Linked DNA regions of Sus scrofa: region 1 is linked to region 2. The links are chromatin contacts, called in public targeted proximity ligation maps. All regions are on one chromosome and are shown on one strand. The core of a region is the stretch at or near the end of the contact, and the rest is flanking DNA. Distances in the headings are between cores, read along the strand shown.

Region 1 (5,490 bases), core at 493-2,992, 130 kb after region 2:
TGTGCCAGAGCCACAGCAACTTGGGATCCGAGCTGCGACTGCAACCTACACCACAGCTCACGGCAACGCCGGATCCTTAACTCACTGAGCAAGGCCAGGGATCGAACCCACAATCTCATGGTTCCTTGTTGGATTCGTTAACCACTGAGCCACGATGGGAACTCCTTATTCCTGGATTTCTATAGTAACGCCCTAAACAGATCCCTGCATCCAGTCTTGACCATTCCAATGATGCTCTGTGTTTCCACCAGAGTAAACATCCTAAAGTTCTCATTCTAGCACTCTCTGTTTAGAGGGCTTTAATGCCAACCTCTTACCCTCAGGATAAAACCCAGTCTCTTTTAATATGGTTTATGGAGTCTTTCATTATCCAGCACCTATTTACCTCTTCAGTCTCGTGGCTCATCATTCCCCTCACTCCATTCTTTAGTCTTACCGATTCATTTTTTAATTTTCCCAGCTCCCTAATTTCTTTCTCATTTCCAGACTTTTGCACTATGGTTTCCTCTATCTAGAACACTATTCATCTGTCAAAAGAAAGTTTTCAGAAAAGGGTAAAATTATGGCTTTCCCCTGTTAAAGAAAAAATTATTCTGACACTTGTTAAAATGGTAAGGAGAACTTTATTCAGGACTCTTGCAATAGGTGCCAAGACTATCTCAATCAAAGAGAGACTGAATTCAACTCCAATACATTAAGGGCAAGTGGATATTTATAGCCAAGGAGCAGAATGAATCAGTGGATGGAAAAATACATCAAGGGTAGGGAGATTCTTACCAAACCCACTTAGAATTCTTGCTAAAGGCAGGTCAGGATGATCACAAAGTCAAGGGTGAGGAGATTTTTGCTAAACTGACTTAGTAAGATTCTTGCTACAAATGGCTATAGGCCTAAGGATGAGGTCTGTTGGAAAAGAGGGCTCAGAGGAGCCTAAGTTTGATCAGGGAGAGAGCTTTTCAATCCACATGTAAAAACGAACACCTGTTAAAGATTTTATTTAACTCATGAGGAAACTAGCAGATGTTATAACTGCTGCAAATGAACCTCTATCAGACAGGACAGAATTTGCATGTGTACCTACACAGTTACAAAACAGCTGCATGGAAACAAAATCTTACAAAGCAGAAGGATGTGCTATAAACCAGTCCTTCAGGTCTCCCATTAGCCATCACTTCTTCTGGGAAATCTTTCCCAAACCTCGACTTGTGAATGAGGTGCAACTTCTGGACTATCACATTTATCACACAATACTGATTACACTCCCCCCCCACACACAAGACCACGAGATTTTTGAGGCAGACACTGAGATATTCAAGTTGCCTCAGTGTGAACATCTCCTTCTCAGGAGCACAGTATGCTAAGGGAGTAGTAGAAACCACAAGATAAACATTATTGCTTATCAGTGGAGCGTGCATTTTAGTCTAATACATGGGGAAATATTTTTACATTAAAGCAGACGAGGCCCTTCCATTCACACTCGATATTTCCTTGTTTTATTAACCACTTCTATTTCAAGGCCTGCGGGACATCTTGGGGATACAAAAATGCGCCAGAGCAGAGCAGTCTGCAACATTGTACCCTGAGAGAGAAACAATTTTGACAGTAAGCGGCAGTACGTTGCGGAGGAAGACACACTGGGAAAGGCGTTCAGTCCAGCAAGGGGGAATAGGTCTTCGGATGTATCAGCCTGTCGGTCAGTCACGGCCCGAGGAAGGTCCTGGTTTGACCTGATGTTTTAACAAGTCTGAGGGGTAGAGAACAGAACTCCACTAGGAGTCGGTCGGGTGGGGATAAGTGCCCGCGTTCCTATGGGGTCGAGCCCTTGGCGAGCCTCATTCCGGCCGCGCTGTCCACAGACCCAGCGATCCGCCCGCCTGGGCGGCTCCACCCGAGGCCCCGCCCCGTGACGCGAGGTCCAGCCCCCGCAGCGCCCGCTTCCAAGATGGCTCCAGCGATTCTTGCCCGGCTGTCGGGGTGGCAGTGACGACGGGAAGCAGAAAGCCAGGTAGGTGGGCTGGGGGATGGTGGGGTGAGAGGCCCGAGAGAAAGCTTCGGGAGATTGGGAAGGTGAGAAGTTTTGGATAATGGCTGGAGACAATCTTGAGCAGGGAGGGAACCTGGGTGCAAGTGTGGACCGAGGCCGGTGGGCTCACATTGCAAGGTAGCGCAAACACAAGGGGAGGTTGGGGTGGGATGAGGGTGCCCCGAGAGAAGGCAACTGTAACCTTCCGTAGAGCACTGACCACGCCCCTCTCGGTGATCTAGCCCAGGTACCTCTGACAGGTTCTGCCCAGCCCTCCCTCTCCTTGTCTCATTTCACCCGTAATCCTGATCCCCACCCCCGCTAGGACCCGGTAAATGTAGGAGAAGGTAGAGGACGCCACCCCCATCCTACTCGCCGCCGCGCTCCGGGGTTGTTTGCTTGCAGCTCCCAGGTGGTCACGCTCCCTGCACCTGCGGAGCTAGCTCCCAGAAACGTGGAGAACGGAAAGGAGCGAGTTTCCTCCGCCTCCCTGGGTTCTCTTGAGACCATTCCACAGTCCTGTTATAACTGCCTCACCCCCTAGTGAAAGTAATGTCTCCAATAGCTGCCCTGTCCCCACTCCCCAAACTGGTTGGTCCTGTTGGGATGGGGGATGGTTAAGTAAGGAGTGAATCTGACACACCATAGGGTTACCGCTGGAGAGGCCGCGAACCTAGCATCCCCTGCTCCTCCCCTTTTCTCTCCAACTACCTTCTCTCGCTTCCCCAGCTGGGAAACCGGCTTCACCCAGATCCTGATCTCTGCCGCTCTGCGGGTGGCTGGCTATCCTTGACCACTTCTGTTCCAGCTGGTCCCAAGATCGCTGTTGGAGTGCTGGATGGAGCCTTTCTCTGTCCTCTGTGATATTTCCAATTTTATATAATGCCTCACATCTCTGCTCCCCCGGGACCCCCTGGAGCCCCAATGATCCCGAAGAAGACCGCTTGAACCTAGGTGAGTCTATCTCTCCCCTCTCTAAATTGGAAGGGAGGTTCTCCAGAGAGTCTTCTGAAATGGCTTTGGGACACGAATGAGGTAAGCATTCTTGGGGGTGGGGACTGAGAGTTGGTGGTAGGAGTGGCTTGAGGAAGGGGTGGAGGAAAGTGAAACTGGGGCTGGAAGTAACAGGTGGTAGGGCTGCTGGTGGTTACATACTATTTCTTTCCATACACTTGTGTGCTTCCTTCTGTGACTTTGTTTTTTGCCTCTTTTTCCTCTTTACCCCTGGCACCACCTTTATGCCTACCCGATGATTTCTCTGCTGGCTTGCTCTTTTCCTGCTTGCCCTGGAACTCTCCCCTCTCTCCAGACCTCAACCCAGGATGTTGCGGAGGCTGCTGGAGCGGCCCTGCACACTGGCCCTGCTTGTGGGCTCCCAGCTGGCCGTCATGATGTACCTGTCGCTGGGAGGCTTCCGAAGCCTGAGTGCCCTATTTGGCCGAGAGCAGGAGCCAACTTTTGACTATTCTCATCCCCATGATGTCTACAGTAACCTCAGTCACCTGCATGGGGCCCCTGTTGCCCCAGGGGGCCCTCCAGCACCTCAAGGTCTGCCCTACTGTCCAGAACGATCCCCTCTCTTAGGTGAGTGCAGAAGCAAGGCTGAAGCAAAGAGAGGACCAAGGTGTGGGGATGGGGAGGCTTGGACAGGCATAGGATGGCAGGAGTGGGTCCTGGAACAGGAGGATCATGTAATTGGAAGGTGGGATGAGGTGAGATAGAATGGACTCTGAATTTGGAGTTTCACCGGGGCTCTTGGGTTGAACCACAGCTTTCCATTGCTTGCCTGTTTATGGGCTCTTCCTGCCTCGGGCTAGGATTGTTTCTTTTGTAGACAACCCCTGCCTGTTTAGCTAGTTAGTTGGAAGTCCTGTTCTCTCCATCCCCAAACTGTAAGTTTCCAACTTTGTGAGGCAGAAGAGAGTTATAGACCCCTGAAATAAGAAGGTAAAGTAGGTAAGGAGTCTTCACCTTCCAGATATTACAAAGCTGTCCCAGTGATGGGGAGCTCAAGGCTTTGTGAAACAATGTGAGTGAGCCCTTGGGGGAGCTGAGCCCCAGAATCCAACTGCCAGGGACAGACAGTTCTCCTTGTTACTTTAATCCCTGACCTTGCCATTCCCTCCCAACAGTGGGTCCCGTGTCCGTGTCCTTTAGCCCAGTGCCGTCGCTGGCAGAGATTATGGAGAGGAATCCCCGGGTGGAACCAGGGGGCCGGTACCGCCCTGCAGGGTGTGAGGCCCGGTCCCGAACAGCCATAATTGTGCCCCACCGTGCCCGAGAGCAGCACCTGCGCCTGCTGCTGTACCACCTGCACCCGTTCCTGCAGCGTCAGCAGCTTGCTTATGGCATCTATGTCATCCACCAGGTACCCCCAATTCCCACACCACCCTACCTTTCTTATAGGGAAGCCTCAAGTAAATTCCATTCCATTCTCATATAATGAAATAATTTTAAAAGGTCAGCTTTCTTTTTTTTTTTTTTTTTTTTTCCACTTTTTAGGGCTACACCTGTGGCATATGGAAGTTCCCAGGCTAGGGGTTGAATTGCAGCTGCAGCTGCCGGCTTACACCACAACCACAGTAACACTGGATCTGAGTCGCGTCAGCAATCTACACCACAGCTCACGGCAATGCTGGATCCTTAACCCACTGAGCAAGGCCAGGGATTGAATCTGCATCCTCATGGGTCCTACTTGGGATCATTAAATACTGAGCCACGAAGGGAACTCCAAGAGAGTCAGGTTTTTGAATGTGGGAAAGGAGCTGGCACTCCTCTGCCAACATGTAGCTCCATACTTTTCCTTAAGGACTATAGGATTATAGGACTTTTCCTGTCCTATAATCTTCTGTGATCTTCCCTTTGTTGAATTTAGAATTGTCCAAATTTAGAGTTGGATAGCTTTGGGCTAAAATTCTAGTTCTGCCATATGTTCCACATGGAACCTAGAGCAAGATACCTAACCTCCTAAAATGAGGCAAAGAGTGATAACTAATATACCACCTGTTTCATGTTATTGGTTGCCAGGATTACATGCTAAATAGTAGCATGTGTCAGGCACATACTGATGCTCAAGAAAATGTTTGTTGAATGAAAAAAACAAAGAAGTTATCTTTCTTGCCATTCTCCTTGTCCCACATCCCACTTTGATTTCCCTTTTCCCCTTTTATGCATCTTCATGCTCCCTACAGACATAGTTTAGTCCTCCTCCATTATCTTCCAGGCTGGAAATGGAACATTTAATAGGGCAAAGCTGCTGAATGTTGGGGTGCGGGAGGCCCTGCGTGATGAAGAATGGGACTGCCTGTTCTTGCATGATGTGGACCTACTGCCAGAGAATGACCACAACCTGTATGTGTGCGACCCCCGAGGACCCCGACATGTTGCTGTTGCCATGAACAAGTTTGGATACAGGTAGAAGGCATGAGAGGGTACTGGAAGCGGGGAATCCCACTATCTAGTGGAAG
Region 2 (4,974 bases), core at 1,787-4,286:
AGGATCTGGCATGGCTGCTGCTGCAGCTCAAATTCAGTCCCTGGCCAAGGATCTTCCATATGCTGCAGGCGCAGCCATAAAACAAAAACAAAAACTTACTACCTGAAAAGGATATACTAACACCAGCATACACTTCACTCTGTAACTGTTTTTCATTATATAAATAAGTAAATAAATAGATATTCTAGTTTGTAATCAAGAAGTTCCCAGGGTAGGGGTCGAATTGGAGCTGTAGCTGCCAGTCTATGCCATAGCTCATGGCAATGCTGGATACTTAACCAACTGAGTGAGGCCAGGGATTGAACCCACATCCTTATGGACACTAGTTGGGTTCGTTACTGCTATACCACAGTGGGGACTCTGTAACCAAGATGTTTTTGAGGCTGGGGAATGAGTTAATGTTTTGCACCTGATCAATTCTAGGTGACAAAAAAAAAAGGGGTGCTAAAACTGAGGTTCCGAAAAAGTAAGGATGATGACTAATCTTGGACGGTGTTTGGTCCATGTTTAGTCGCCCAGCCCATCAATATCATAATTCTCTGTTCTCTGTAATGTCAATAAATACAATATCAGGACATGCTAGGGATAGTTGAAAAATTTGCTAAGGATCTGTCCATTGATATGAGTGGAGTGTTAAAATCTCCTACTATTATTGTATTCCCCTTAATTTCTCCTTTTATGCCTGTTAGTATTTATTGTATATATCTGGGTGCTCCTATACTAGGGATAGATATATATTGACAACTGTAATATCTTCTTCTTGAATGGATCCTTTTATCATTAAATAGTGTCCTTCTTTGTCTTTCTTTACGGCCTTCATTTTAAAGTCTAATTTGTCTGATGTAAGTATTGTGACTCATGCATTCCTATCTTTTCCATTCACGTGAAGTATCTTTTTCCATCCATCCCCTCATTTTCAATTTGTATGTGTTCTTCACCCTAAAGTGTGTCTCTAGTGGATAGCATATTGTAGACTCTAGCTTTTTTTTTTTTTTTTTTGCTTTTCAGGGCCACACCTGTGGCATATGGAGGTTCCCAGGCTAGGGGTCTAATTGGAGCTGTAGCTCCCAGCCTACGTCACAACCACAGCAATGTGGAATCCAAGCTGTGTCTTCGACCTACACTGCAGCTCACGGAAACGCTGGATACTTAACCCACTGAGTGACGCCAGGAATGGAACCCACAACCTCATGGTTCGTAGTCAGATTCATTTCCACTGCACCACAACGGGAACTCCAGCTCTTGCTTTTTTTATCCAATCTGGAGCATTTAGCCCACTGACATTTAACTTAATTATTGACAAATATGTATTTATTGCCATTTTAAACCTTGTTTTCCAGTTGATTCTATGTTTCTCCTTTGTTCCTTTCTTTTTTTGGTTGGATAATTCCCTTTTATTTTATGCTTATGTCTTTTTTTTAGTTTTTGTGAATGGTTTTTGATTTGTGGTATACAGATGGCCAACAGGCACATGAAAAAAATGCTCAACATCACTAATTATTACAGAAATGCAAATCAAAACTACAATGAGGTACCACCTCACACAGGTCAGAATGGCCATCATTAACAAGTCAACAAGTAACAAATGCTGGAGAGGATGTGGAGAAATGGAATTCTCCTTCACTGTTGGTGGGAATATAAATTGGTACAACTACTATGGAAAACAGTATGGTGGTACCTCAGAAAACTACATACAGAACTACCATATGATCCAGCAATCCCACTCTTTGGGCATATATCTGACTAAACTTTCATTGAAAAACATGCACCCCCCCCCCCCGATGCTCACTGCAGCACTATTCACAATAGTGCAGACTCGGAAACAACCTCAATGTCTATCAATAGATGAACGGATTAAAAAGATATGGTACATATACACAATGGAATATGACTCAGCCATAAAGGAGAACAGAATAATGCCATTTGCAGCAAAATGGATGGAACTAGAGACTTTCATAATAAGTAAAGTAAGTCAGAAAGAGAAAGACAAATATCATATGATATCACTTTCATCTGAAATCTACTATACGGCACAAAGGAATCTTTCTACAGACAAGAAACTCATGGACTTGGAGAAAAGACTTGTGTCTGCCAAAGGAAAGGGGGAAGGAGTGGGATGGACTGGGAGTTTGGGATTAATAGATGCAAACTATTGCATTTGGAGTGGATAAGCAATGAGATCCTGCTGTATAGCACTGGGAACTATATCTAATCACTTGTGATGGAACATGATTATCATGATTATGTGTGTGTGTGTATATATATATACATATATTATATATATGTATATATATATATAATATATGTATGATGACTGGGTCACTTTGCTGTACAGTAGAAATGGACAGAATAGGAGTTCCCGTCGTGGCGCAGTGGTTAACGAATCCGACTAGGAACCATGAGGTTGCGGGTTCGGTCCCTGCGCTTGCTCGGTGGGTTAACGATCTGGGCGTTGCCGTGAGCTGTGGTGTAGGTTGCAGAGGCGGCTCGGATCCCGCGTTGCTGTGGCTCTGGCGTAGGCCGGAGACTACAGCTCCGATTAGACCCCTAGCCCGGGAACCTCCATATGCCACGGGAGCGGCCCAAGAAATAGCAAAAAGACAAAAAATAAATAAATAAATAAAATTAAAAAAAAATTTAAAAAAAAAAGAAATGGACAGAACATTGCAAATCAATTATAATGAAAAAATAAAAATCTTAAAAAATATTGGCTAAGAAAAGAATCTAAGCGTTGTGGGAACTCATAATTAATTGCTAAAGAAAGAATAAGAAGCTTAAATGGACTTATCATTTTCTCTAAATCAAGTTGCCTGGTTGCAAAGGAGGCACTGCCAGGAGCCAAAGAAATAGTAAAGTTCGTCAATGAAGTGTGTGTGTGTGTGTGTGTGTGTGTGTGTGTGTGTGTGTGTGTTCAGGTGCGCTTAAAAACACACATACATACCTGCACTCAAAGCAATACCAGTGCCACGGTGGCAAATGGACATCGCCATAGGAAGAGACCAGCTGAAAAGAAACACACAAAGGCAATTTAAAAAGCAATAGATGACACAATAGTATACAGTAACCTTGGCAAAGAGAACACACACTACTTAGGAACCAGGCAACTATCACAAAACAAAAACAAAGTTTTTACATTCCTGTTTCTAGTTCCTGTTTCACATTTCTAATTTGAAAATTAGAAAACTGATTTAAGTAGAAGTGTCCCTTTTATCAGACTGCATCATTAATAGAGCTGAGAGGAGGAATCAATTAAAACTCAAACTCAGGGAGTTCCTGTCGTGGCTCAGTGGTTAACAAATCCGACTAGGAACCATGAGGTTTCGGGTTCGGTCCCTGCCCTTGCTCAGTGGGTTAACGATCCGGCATTGCCGTGAGCTGTGGTGTAGGTCAGCAGATGCGGCTCGGATCCCGCATTGCTGTGGCTCTGGCATAGGCCGGTGGATACAGCTCTGATTCGACCCCTAGCCCGGGAACCTCCATATGCCACCAGAGCGGCTCAAGAAAAGGCAAAAAGACAAAAAAAAAAAAAACACACACAAAAAAAAAAAAAAAACAAAAAACCTCAAACTCAGAAATTCCCTTGTGGCACAGCGAGTTAAGGATCCTGCATTGTCGCAGCGGTGGCACAGGTCACAACCACAGCACAGGTTTGATCCCTGGCCCAGGAACTTTTCTTCCATTCTTAAGAAGAAACAGTGAGGGTCAAAGATACCAATTAAAGTTGCATACAGTTGAAAATAATCACTAGGGGAGCTCCTGCTGTGGCGCAATGGGATCATTGGCATCTCAGGAGCGCTGGGATTCAGGTTCCATCCCCGCCCAGCACAGTGGGTTAAGGATTTGTGACTCAGATCTGATCCACGGCCAGGGAACTCTATATGCTGCAAAGTGGCCAGAAGGAAAAAAAATCTCATAAATAGAAAATAATCATTAGAATACAACCATCTGGGGCCTTCCATTCCTTTAGTCATAAGACAGAAATAGAAGAAAACCTGAGTTTTATTTATCCACTATTTCATATAATATAGTCATCCATGAATTTTATTATATACTCACAATATTGAGCATATCATTCATTCCCTAATAAACTACCTATTCCAAATTTAAAATCCAATTTTTTTTTTTTTTTTTTGGTCTTTTTAGGGCCACATCCAAGGGATATGGAGGTTCCCAGGTTAGGGGTTGAATCGAAGCTGTAGCTGCTGGCCTATGCCACAGCAACACCAGATCTGAGATGCATCTGCAAACTACACCACAGCTCATGGCAACACTGGATCCTTAACCCACTGAGCGAGCCCAAGGATCGAACCTGCGTCCTCATGGATGCTAGTCAGATTCACTTCTGCTGAGCTACAACGGGAACTCCCTAAAATCCAATTTTAAGTATATGGGGTTTTGTCTTTTTAGGGCTGCACCTGCAGCATATGGAGGTTTCCAGGTTAGGGGTCGAATCAGAGCTGTAGCCACCAGCCTATGCCAGAGCCACAGCAACGCCAGATCTGAGACACATTTGCAACCTACACCACATCTCATGGCAATGCTGGATCCGTAACCCACTGAGCGAGGCCAGGGATTGAACCTGCATCCTCATGGATGCTAGTCAGATTCATTTCCTCTGAGCTACGACAGGAACTCCAGTATATGTTTCTTAATCCTCAGTTTTGAAATATTTTGTCATCAAACCCCTTTTTAAATCATGTTCTGATTTGTCAATACGCCAAAGCATTTCCAATGGATGAAAAACACTGCTATATTCTGGACCTAGTTCTCATGCTCAAGAGAGAATTGGTTAGTGAAATGGAAAAAATGGGAGTCTTTGGATAAAGTTAACATTACATTCATCCGGAAAGCCAGCTTAGATAGAGAATGCTGAGCATAATCAGACCATGCTTTCTACACTCTAAAGGGAAACAAGTCAAGCAGGTTGAGAAGATCTCAAAAAGAAATTCTATGTAATAAAAATGGTCACAGTAA

Evidence for each region.
Region 1: a targeted proximity ligation map of alveolar macrophages shows a contact between it and region 2. A contact is called at or near these places in 1 of 5 promoter capture datasets (liver), 3 of 47 Hi-C or Micro-C datasets (embryonic fibroblasts, skeletal muscle and subcutaneous adipose tissue) and 2 of 2 datasets of targeted methods (alveolar macrophages and skeletal muscle).

Annotation. Positions count from the first base shown.
Region 1 is chr4:89,276,514-89,282,003 of Sscrofa11.1, forward strand. It overlaps B4GALT3 (beta-1,4-galactosyltransferase 3), which reads left to right and starts at 1,743. Exons shown (of 8, transcript XM_001927348.4): 1 at 1,743-2,005; 2 at 2,753-2,977; 3 at 3,333-3,607; 4 at 4,156-4,391; 5 at 5,247-5,437. The coding sequence starts at 3,346. It overlaps PPOX (protoporphyrinogen oxidase), which reads right to left. Exons shown (of 13, transcript XR_002343378.1): 13 at 1,471-1,744.
Region 2 is chr4:89,144,640-89,149,613 of Sscrofa11.1, forward strand. It overlaps SDHC (succinate dehydrogenase cytochrome b560 subunit, mitochondrial), which reads right to left. Exons shown (of 6, transcript XM_003125659.6): 4 at 2,942-3,003. Among named protein-coding and RNA genes, the nearest start is that of SDHC, 22 kb to the right of the region's middle.